Linked DNA regions of Mustela erminea: region 2 is linked to region 1. The links are chromatin contacts, called in public Hi-C maps. All regions are on one chromosome and are shown on one strand. Each heading gives the region's core, a stretch centred on a gene start, on an enhancer-like site or on the middle of the called end of the contact. The rest is flanking DNA. Distances are from core to core; before and after follow the strand shown.

Evidence for each region. Hi-C and Micro-C count contacts between places; a contact is called where the count stands out from the background.
Region 2: a Hi-C map of spleen shows a contact between it and region 1, with 4 times the contacts expected there. The contact joins the promoter of RAB5IF here to the promoter of DSN1 in region 1. A contact is called at or near these places in 2 of 3 Hi-C or Micro-C datasets (fibroblasts and spleen).

The regions. Positions count from the first base shown.
Region 1 is chr7:21,961,337-21,966,924 of mMusErm1.Pri, reverse strand. It overlaps DSN1 (kinetochore-associated protein DSN1 homolog), which reads right to left and starts at 2,374. Exons shown (of 11, transcript XM_032350750.1): 1 at 1,993-2,374; 2 at 553-601; 3 at 1-322. The coding sequence starts at 586. It overlaps SOGA1 (protein SOGA1), which reads right to left. Exons shown (of 15, transcript XM_032350748.1): 15 at 4,847-5,588.
Region 2 is chr7:22,099,851-22,105,438 of mMusErm1.Pri, reverse strand. RAB5IF reads left to right here and starts at 3,276. Exons shown (of 4, transcript XM_032350778.1): 1 at 3,276-3,638; 2 at 5,219-5,322. The coding sequence starts at 3,525. LOC116595004 (a long non-coding RNA gene) reads right to left here and starts at 3,196. Exons shown (of 4, transcript XR_004287508.1): 1 at 2,507-3,196; 2 at 1,636-1,733.

The DNA of each region.
Region 1 (5,588 bases), core at 1,125-3,624:
ATGCCCTGATGAAAGGCAGGCAGTGACTTCCGCCGGCTCATTTCCTTCATACTTGCTCGCCGCCAAGATTGACTTTTGTCTTGACGATCGGGAGATTGTTCTTGGGGCGACAAATGAAGGGACCTGGACTGAAGTCCTTCCTCCTGGCCAAGATCACAACTTCCCCTCATTTTAGGGCTACAGCCAAGGTGAATTCTTTCCTCTGAAACGCCTTGAGTCATCTCCAGGGAGACAGGTGATTTGCTACACACTTCCGTAGGGATGGGATCCGATTCCAGTGGACGATCATGAGTCTTAGATGTCACTGGTTCCTCTTCTAGAACTTGTTATGAGAAAGTCAGAATACAAAATCAAACCCACCACAACAATGCATCTGAGCAAAAAGGTGGAAAAAGAAAATGTATGCCCCAGATCATGGAAACAGTGAGAAAGCATCTCTGTAAACATGTGAATACGGAATTCCAAATCCACCAGGAGCCAAGAAAGCATTTGTGAATAGCTCAGAAAGCTGAACCCAAGGCCAGAGGGCCTCCATTTTACTACAGTACTTACCTTCTGTGGTCTCCGATCTAATTACTGTAGTCATCCTGGATGAAGAACCCTGAAAATAGGAAAACAAGGTTATCTGTTCCTCACATTTCAGCCTCAGTCTCGCTGGGGCTTTACTACCTCAAAAGAGACTTTGTGTTGTCCAGCCTTTCCAACCTGCTCATCTCTGCCCCATGAAATACTACCTACCTGACAAGGCCCAGCCTAGTCCCACTGCATCTACCTCCTCCAGAGACTATCAGACCATCATCACCTCTTGTACTGAATCTCTACAGAAGTCATCATCAGAAATACTCATGTCTTGCTTAACACACACCCTCCTTTATTTCCCAATTATTTAACTAGTCCTTCATATCTTAGATGGCATTATGATCTACACGGTCTTCCAAACTAGAAAAATCACATCATCCTTCTTATGTAGAATCTCTACATCCAAAGTACTGTCCATCCTACCTCCAACAGTCTCTCCACTTCCAGTTCTCAGTTTAGTTCAGATCTCAGAACTTCCACCATCTGCCTCCCCCTCCCCAGAATAATCTTACAGCCTTTCCACTAGTTTTCCAACATCCAGTACTGCTCCTCTCCAATCCTTTCTTTAGACAGCAGCAGAGATTCTTCCAGTATATTCGACCTTTCATTAACTAGTCCTAACCTACCCATCCCGGTTCTTTCCTATCACCCCCATTCCCTGCACCACTCTTGAATCTCTACACACACCCTGCCTGTAAGACTTATTCAGCCTTCCCAACCTAGCCTAAATGCGAAGCTTTCCACCCACGTCTCTAGACAAAGTTGGTTGTTCCACCTCTTAGTTTTCCTAGCACTGTAAAGTGTGTTTAGGTGTGTCTCCCCAGCCAGACTGTATTTGTATTCCTAGTGGCTGTCACAGACAACTGACTGGAAGAAAGCAAGGAAGGACATGACAGAGGCATCTCTGCATATTCAAGGCTTACCCCTCCCTCCCAGCAGAAATCCGTTTGAGGGGGAGGGACTCCAATTAAAGAGAAATGAATATATAGGGAGGGACAGAACGGGAAAAGTTACAGAACAAGGGTGGGGAGGTCAAGGATCTAGATCCCCACAATCAGGGCTGTATTACAGATTCAAGCTTGGATAATAACAAGAAAGGTCATTTGTTAAGCTGCTTGGTAAGCGCTTACTATATGCCACGATCTGTGTATATATGTACGCAGGCGTTTTATTTGCATCATTATCTCATTATCCCACAGAATCCTTTCCACAGCTCTGGAAATACTATCATTATTTCTCCGTACAGATCGGGGAACTGAGGTTCAGAGGAGCAAAAGCTCGGACCACTAGGGCCAATCCCGGGGTGCGGGGGCGCAGGTGGAATTCGAACCCAGGCCTGTGACCCAGCCTTCAAACACCGTTCTGCACAGGCCCCAAGAGAGAGGCGCAGCCCGCCTTTGGGATTCCTCTCACCTAGAGGAGGCCGCAACGCCCTGAATCCCTCGGCCCCCTCTGTCTGGGGGCGGCGACCGGTCTGGGCTGGGCGGAGAGGTCTGATGCCAAGGAGCCGGTACTGGGATAAGCCAAACAGCGTCCACGGAGAGGTCTGCGACTTCCGGATGACGCCGGGCCAGCCCGCAAACTCCGTCCCGGAGACACGAGCATGCAAATCACTCTTCGCGGTCAAGGGTCGAGCTTCGACGTCCTGTACCACCGCAGCCGCTCCTCTCCGGCCTGGAGCGCTGACAGCTATCTGCGACCCCAAGGCTCCCGCGGCTTCTGAAAGTCCCGCCAACCATGAGCGCCTGCGCAGTTGGCAGCCTGCCGGGTCCGTGCACGCATGCGCAGGATGCCGACCGCCTTCGATGCGCATGCGTAACTGGTGTTCAAAGCTCTTGCCTCCCTCCCGCCCCTGCCCCCTTGTCCGAGTTCTTACTGGTTAAGACTCGGCTAAGAAAACTATTTCCCCAGCTACGCCACGCCTCCGGAGTCCCCGCCTACGGACTCTTACCTCGTCTTGTCGTTTACGCTGCACGCGCTTAGAGCCCATTGAAGATGGGGCAGGGGGAGGTGTGGGCCCAGAGAGGTACTTGCCAAATGAATACAGTGGGTCACGGGGCATCTGATGGTCTCCTCCGTGGTTAGACCATGGTCTCCACCCTCGCTTTATATTGTTAACTGCAAAAACGTGGGCCGTGTCTCTCCCAGAGCACAGTGGAGCTCTGTACTCAGTTTGTTTTACTCTATCCCACTCCTGCTCTAGCACATTATTTCCTGTGACCCGTTTAATACTGGCAAAGCTCAAGAACTCTCCTGTGCAGCCTTATTGCAGGCCACCCCCTCCCCAAACTGCTTGCAGCTCCTCTGCCAATCCTTGTTGCTTCCTCCCTCTGCTCCTCTGCTCAAGCCGTCCCCTCTGCCTGGGAAGCCCAGTCCAGCTTTTTTCTGCAAATTCTCCCAATTTTAAGCCTCAGCTGAGGATTCATCTCTCTTAGATTTTTCTCTGAGGCTCCAGACTGAAAACTCTGTGTTCCCAGAAGCCCAGCTGTGTCTACTCCACTATCCCTTGCTGGCAAGGGATGCCCCAGAGAGCAGCACCTAGCATGATGCCATGGAAATGTCACCCTGCAAATGCAGTCCTTTCTTTCGGATCTGAAACCGAATGTTGAATTATTAGCAGTCCATAAAGTCTGAGAGACGAGTTGGGGAGCAGCAGCTGGAATGTTACTGGGGTCATCCTTCTGTAGCAGCTGCGGTCCTTGGAAAGGTTTTCTGATGGGAGGTAGAAATCTGCCTTCCTGAAATTTTCCACCCTGTGGTTGCAGCCTGCTGGCTCTAATAGCCATCTGAAAGCAGAGATTTTGCTCTTGGTTCCCAGAATATCACTTTCTGGGACTATTGGTACCCAGTTCCTCCTCTTCAGCTTATCATTTGTCAATGTCCCAAGAACAGAACACAATGTTCCCAGCCAGGGCTGGTTATCCTGAGGCACAGTGAAAATACTGGTTCATGGATTCCAGACCCAATAGATTCTCTGTCCTTCCTCTGCATTCATTTCTCCCAGGGGTTCCTACGGTCTACAGGATGTGGACGTTTCTTCCCTCATAACTCACTGCGTGATCTGACCCAGACTTTTTCATCACTCCTAACTCTGGTGACCATCTTTGGGTTCCCCATTCTGTTCTGCTCTCTTTCTACTAGGCTTCCGTATGTGCACTCTCTCACCCTGGAGCCACCTCCTGTCTGTCTCCTGCCTGTAATATATCACTATCCCCTTCATTTATTTAACATCTCAACTTCAGGTATCAGTTCAGATGTCCTTCTGTGGAGTCTTCTGGTTCCTCCTGGCTCCCTGAACACCCTGGGTTCCTCTGCCATTGACATTTGCTTTCCTGTCTTCCAGGCCTATCTACTGCATTCTCAATGCCTAGCACAAACTTAGTTGTCAGCCTTCCCCACCACACACACATCCCACCCCCAGAGAAAGAGAGGGAGGAACATGGAGATTTTTCAAATGATAGCCAGCTTCCAAAATGGTCCCCAATAGTCTCTGCTTCCCGATGTTCATGCCCTGTGTGTTCCTCTCCCACACTGAGTACAGCTGATCTGTATTACCAGTAAGATACCACAGAAATGACTGTGATTTTCAAAGTTTAGTCATAAAAGACATTTTGACTTCTACCCTGCTTTCTCATAGATGACTTGCTCTAGTGCAAGCCAGCCGCCATGTTGTGAGGATACTCAAGCAGCACTATGGTCTATGTGGAGAGGAACTGAGGCCTCTTCCTGCAAACACTGACTTGCCACGCATGTGAGCGAGCCACCTTGCAAACCGATCTTCTAGCCCAAGTCAAGCCTTACATGACTGCTGCCTGACTGATGTTTGACTGCAACCTCTGAGACACCAAGTCAGAACTACCTAGGTCCCAAATTTCTGATTCACAGTACCCGTGATCTAATTAATGTTTGGGGCCAATTAATTATACTGTTATAGGCAACTGACTCATGTCTAAAGTGTCCTTTTTTTTTTTAATGATAAATCTGTAAAATGTTGTTTTGTTTTTGCAGAAAGTAACATTTTTGAACACTCTGCAGGTTTCTCAGTGGTCATATCACACTTCATAGGAGACTCTGAGGTGTAAAGACTCAGTATCCAGAACCCCTGGTGGCTCCTCCCAAGTGACCCCAAACTAGCCAGCTGACTGTGGCATTCCCAGGCCTTCCTCCTTCCCAGGCAACTGGGCTGTGGGAGGTGGGGGAAGAATCAGTTTCCAAATCTGATGGGGGCCCCATCCACCCTGCAAGAAAAATCAGAGATGAGGCCAAATCCAAGGAAACTGTTCATATTACATACTTTATTTCCAATCTACAACCATTAAAAACCTTTTGTAAGTTTACACTGTACATTTATTCTCAGGTCTGAAATAAGACACAGGAGCAGGGAGAGCTGGAGGATTGGGCCAGTTGTCCCAGCACCTAATCCGTCTTGGGAAGGAGCCTTTTGAAGACATTAGTGGGGAAGAGAGAACAGTGGACAGGAGAGGCAGACAATTTGGCCCAAGGATGCCCTTGGTCCCTTCCCTCCCAAGGGCCTTTCCCTGGGGTGGGGGTGGGGGGGAGATCCCCTAGGGCCCAGGATTGCAGGACCCTCACCAAGAAACCAGGCTGGGCAGAAAGGGGGCTTCACAGTATTGGCAGGGGCTGGGGAGGGGGACCGAGAGGAGAGGACAGTTTCTGGCTCTCTTCCCCAGCTGCTGGGGGTTGGAGCTGGTTTTGGCACGGTCTCCTTGGTCTCCCTGGAGGTGGAAGGAGGAAGAGGAGGAGGAGCTAGGGATTTAGGATTCTTTCCTTGAGGAGTTAGGTTTCTTCCTATTTGAAGAGAGGTCATGAGCCTGTGGTAAGGTTTCCAAGGGATACACGGTCAGGGTCTTGGTCTCCTGTCCACCCCCACCCTCACCCCACAACTCCCACCCACTGCTTTGCTAGCACAACCCTACACGGCCTTTTGTGAGTAGAACTAGAATGAAGCCAGAGGCAGGGAAAGGAAAACTGTAGCCTTCTTCCTGCCC
Region 2 (5,588 bases), core at 2,027-4,526, 140 kb before region 1:
ATGTGGGACTCCATCCCAGGACCCTGAGATCATGACCTGAGCCGAAGGCAGCGGCTTAACCCACTGAGCCACCCAGGCGCCCCTCTCGCTCACTTTCTTTCAAATAAATAAAACCTTTTTAAAATAAGTAAATAAATAAATAAATAATAAAGAATTTTCTTTTTTATTCCAATTGTCTCCATCGTCAGTGCCCCCGCCAGTATCTCCTGAGTGACTTTAACAGTCTTTAAACTAGTCTCCCACTCTGATCCTATCCTCCGAATAGCAGCCAAGGTGATCTTGCTAAGAGGCAAACCTGAAAAGTGAAATGTCGCTGTTCAAATCCTTTCTGTGGCTTCCTCCACTGTTGGGACAAAAATAAATTCTTCATGGCCATGACCAAAAAGACAAGGTGGGGGGGAGGTCCAGCTTCACATCTATGGTTCTGGAGAAAGTGAACCCTTGTGCACTACTGGCGGGAATGTAAATTGGTGCTGCCACTATGGAAAACAAAATGGAAGACCCTCAAAAAATTAAAAATAGAAACACTCTATGATCCAGCAATTCCACTTCTGGGAATATATAACACTAAGAAATAAGGAAATAAAAACACTAACTCGAAAAGATATCTGCATGTTCATAGCAGCATTATTTACAATGACCAAAGCATGGAAACAACCTAAGTGTCCATCAACGAATGAATAAAGAAGTTGGGGTATACACACCATGGAATATTATTCAGTCACAAAAAATTAGGAATCCTACCATTTGTGTATGTATAGACCTTGGAGGTTTACGCTGAGTAAAAATAAGTCAGATGGAAAAAGACAAATACTTTACAATCTCACATGTGGAATCTTAAAAAACAGACTCAGAAAAAGAGATCAGACTTGTGGTTACCAGAGGTGGGTGGTGGAGGGAGGAGGAAATAGAGGAAGGTGGTTAAAAGATACAAACTTCCAGGTGAGATAAATAAATAGTAAGGATGTAAGGTACAACATGAGGACGACAGCTAACAATGCTGTACTGATACACTGGAAAATTGTTAAAAGAATAAATCCTAAGACTTCTCATCACAACATCTTTTTTTCTTCTTCTCTTTTCCTTGTATCTATATGAAAAGACGGAATTAGTTGAACCCCCAATTAGCTGAACCATATCATTTCACAATATATGTAAATCAAACCATCAAGAGGTAGGCCTGAAACTTATATACGGTGATATATGTCAATTCTTTTTCTTTTTTTTTTTTATTTATTTGTTTGACAGAGAGAGATCACAAGTGGGCAGAGAGGCAGGCAGAGAGAGTGGGGGAAGCAGGCTCCCCACTGAGCAGAGAGCCTGATGAGATCATGACCTGAGCTGAAGGCAGAGGCTTTAACCCACTGAGCCACCCAGGCACCCCATCAATTATTTTTCAATGAAACTGGAAAAGATAAAAATTCTTCAGCATGCCCCTTCCACTCCTTCCCAACTAAGGTCTTTATTCCCCACCAGTAGCTGACATGGTTTCACCTTCTGGAATGCTCTCTTCTATTCCCCTCCCGCATCCCCTTAACTCCTACTTTTCCTTTAGAGCTCTGTCTTTCCTAATCCTCCACACCAAACTCCCCATTACAAACTTTTACTACCAGGCCCAGCCGACTGAAAACTTACCTATTCTGTCTTGGATCTCGGGCTAGGTATTCTTCCAACATTCTATGAAAGAATGAATGATCAGTTTGTCTCCGTCACTGCATGCCCCCCCAGATAATCTGTAAAAGAGGTTTTATACCAATGGTACACTTCCAAACTGGAGTGAGCTGGTTAGGCTTTACCACAGTTTTGTATATGGGAGAGAACAAGGTTCAGAAAAAAGGCAGGGCTGCCAAGAACAAGATCCATGTGAAGGCTGAGGGACTACAAGGTATGGATTCATGTCAGGTGTATGTCCCTCCAATCAGGTCCAGACAGAGTAATGTCTGTTGCTGTGTATATCACCTTTAAGGTCCTGCTTCACTCAATCTATTGCAAGAGGATGTTGGAATTGAGTTGCGGTTGGAAACACCAACCGTGGAAGAAGCTCCCTAGGAGATTCTGTTGCTCAGCTAGGGGGAGAACTACAGGTCAATGTTGACAGGTATACAAAGGATATTCTGACCTCACTAATACCCTTTAAGACTAAAAGCTTAGGGTCATCTGAGTGGCTCAGTTGGTTGGGTGACTGCTTTTGGCTCAAGTCATGATCCTGGGGTCCTGGAATCAAGCCCCACGTCAGGCTCCCTGTTCAGCAGTAGAGTCTGCTTCTCCCACTCCCCCTGCTCATGCTCTCTCTTTCGCTCACTCTCTCTTTCAAATAAATAGATAAAATATTTTTTAAAAAGATGACGACTTAAAGTTTAAGGTTAGGAGTACAGATTTTGGAGTCAGACAGACCCAGATACTTGTTGAGTGATTCCAGACAAATTAGTTTGTCCACCACACAGAAGTACCTTGGTCTCAACTTAATTCACAGTACAATGCACAGGGCACCACCTGGAGGGCTTACCAAAATGCTGATTATGGGCCGCACTCCCAACAATTTCTGATTTGGTGGTTCTGGGATGGGATCTGAGAATCTTCACGTCTAGTCAAGTTCCTACGTGATGTGGCTGCCGGTGGTCCAGACACACACGTTGTGAACCACTGTCCTAGCACATGCTGAGGACACAGTAGCTGTATACTCAGATATTCTGAGAGCTAATGAAGTCCTTTCTCCATTCCCCCGACCCCGCCCCCTGCCTCCGGAGTTCTCAGCTGGTTCCAACTTGCCATGTAGCCTTAGAAAATCTTTTCCGCTTTTTGGGTCTCGGGTCTCACATTTGCCAAAAAAGGGTGCTGGGCCAAGATGAGACACGAAATTAATACAGGAAACAGTTTACATCTGGAAGAGGGTCCTACGAAATTAGGGGAGAAAACGAGCAAGGACTAAATCCTGAAGGAGATGCTTGGGACTTCCGGGGAGCCAGTGTTGGGTTCCAAAAGACGCGGAAAAACAGGGCAGCGTTCTGCCCCGCTGCTGCAGGGGACAAACCGTGGAGGGCTGGGCGACGCTCAAGTCTAACTTGGACTCTATCCAGATGCCGTTCTCCAGTCGCCACAGCTCCTCCCCGCGCTCGCGTCACCATCCCCTATTAGATTGTCCCTTCCCTCTCACCATACCGTGCGCCTGGCGGAAGCTTGGCGTCACTTCCGTCACGCGTAGAGCGCTTGCGCAGAGGTGACGGCTGTACTTTCCTTCGGACGGCTGCACGGCTGTCGATTGGCTGCGTGTGTTCGTCGGCGGGAGGACGTGCGGCGCTGCGTTGCCCCTCCCTCCGCAGCGCCAGGTCTCGGCGGAGCCAGGGAGCGGAGCCGGCGTATTGGCCGAGTGAAGGCAGCCGCAGCGCGCCACGGAGCCTGACTAGTGATTCTGTCGCTATCGCTGTCGCCGCCGCCTTGCGCGCCGTGATTCGCGACCCCAGAGTCCGACTCCTTTTGGCCTGACCCGCGCGCCCCTCGCCCGGCCCGGGCGGCGCGACGGGAGGATGAGCGGCGGGCGGCGAAAGGAGGAGCCGCCTCAGCCGCAGCTGGCCAACGGGGCCCTCAAAGTCTCTGTCTGGAGCAAGGTGCTGCGGAGCGACGCGGCCTGGGAGGACAAGGTGCGGTGGGACCTGGCGAGGGCGCAGGTTCGAGGAGCCGGTTGGGACTCGGGGACGAATGGACAGGCCCGAGCCTGCCCCTGCCGGGTCCAGGCGCGGCGGAGTGTTTGGCGTGTGTTGGGTCGGGGCGGGGAGTGGGCGGCGTGGTGGTGGCACTGAGGTGTCGGGGCGAACTTGGCGGGCCCGGGCCTGACAGCCGGGCTCGGGGCTCACCGCGGAGTGAAACCGACTGGGTCACGCGGGAAGCAGCGAGGAGGGGGCACAGCAGTTGCCACCCGCGGGCAGGGCGTGTGCCTGAACGGCGAGAGTGAGCTGAATTCGACCTCCGCCTTTTGCTCCCAGTAGGATCTTCAGTAAGTGACTTGTCTTCTCCGAATTAATTACTTAATACGGTCGTTAGTATGAACAGTAACGGTAACAGTTTTCTACCAAAGACTTTGTGCCAGGTGCTCTCTCCACGCATTGTTTCCCTCAGTTCTCAGAACAGCTCTGAAGTGGGGTACCGTGGTGCAGGAAAGCCTTTAGCACGTGATGAGGCTTACTGAAGGTGAGCTGCCATTGCTTTTAATTAGAGCAATTGCTCTAATTTCTAAATACCAAATGCCTTAATAACTGCGAGAAGGGAGATTGAAACCACCTCTTGGAGGTGTGTGAGAGAGGGAGGGAGAGGGGGAAACCACCAAATGTGTGTTGAGAGACTGTTGGGGCTTCAAGATTTTTACACTGGTCACACGCTTTCAGAAGATCTGAGTGTAGGCACTCCCCAGCTCTGCCCCATGATCTGGAAGGGACCAACACAGCTTGATTCCAGTTGGCCTGAAAAGAATGTTATATTTGCAGTTTTTCCCTTGTTTTTCTGGACTGTTGAAGTGGGTTCTCCTTCCTGGAGCTCTTGGGTTGGGGGGAATGGGAGGTACTTCCTGAAGGTCCCCTTGTCCTGCCCCCAGCCCTGCCCAGCTCTTGCAAAACCTTTATGATCTGCTGTGTCATTTTTTTCTTCCTTCTTGTACAAGGACTGGTTTCTGCAATCTGGGGCAGGTCGGAAACCTGAGTCTTCAGCGTCCTTGTATGAAAATCAGATACGCTGGCACCTGCCTTCAGCACTTTTTGTTTCTAATTCCTTTCTTCTTTGTTGCTTAAAATTCATTGTGCAGGAAGATGGTGCTGAGAAGGTTAAAAGTCAGCCCTTCTGCCTATGGATAGTATGCCTAGGTCTCTCTTCTGAGGGTCAGTGTTCTGTGGCCAGTAGCACAGTTACTGATGAAACAGCCGTTTCATCACAAGCCATTTCATTTTTGAAGCTTCTAAAAAAAGTAAATAATTTTCCTAGAATTTTTACTTAGCACACAGGCCGAAAAGTCATCACTTAAGAGAAATATATCCTTTTTTTTTTTCCCTTTTAAACCATGTTTTAGTATAAGAAGAAGTGGAGATCAGGAAACTACGTACCATTGCTCTTGGAGACATTTCTATGGAAAATGTGTTTATAGCAGCAAGCTTTTTTATTTCTCACCTATTACAGAGGCTTTCTTTCATGTGGCATCCACTGCAGATAATGCATGCATTCTTTCTTTCTACAGGATGAGTTTTTAGATGTGATCTACTGGTTCCGACAGATCATTGCTGTGGTCCTAGGTGTTATTTGGGGAGTGTTACCCTTGCGAGGTTTCTTGGGAATAGCTGGGTAAGTCTTGGGTATGTTCCATTTTCTTGTATCAGTTCTTTTCACATAGAGATTTTGTTTCCTTTTTATGGAAAGGGCCATTACTAAGTTGGAGGAATACACACACACATTTTAAGATGACTTGGGGAGGGGGGAGGAGATGACTTTGTATGGGTGAGAGAGCGAAGTGACGAAAGCAGAAAAGTAGCCCCACAGTGGCACTCCTGGGTTAGCATTTCTCAGTTCAGCAGGCCTGGGAGCATCTTAGTTTAGACATGTTATTTTTC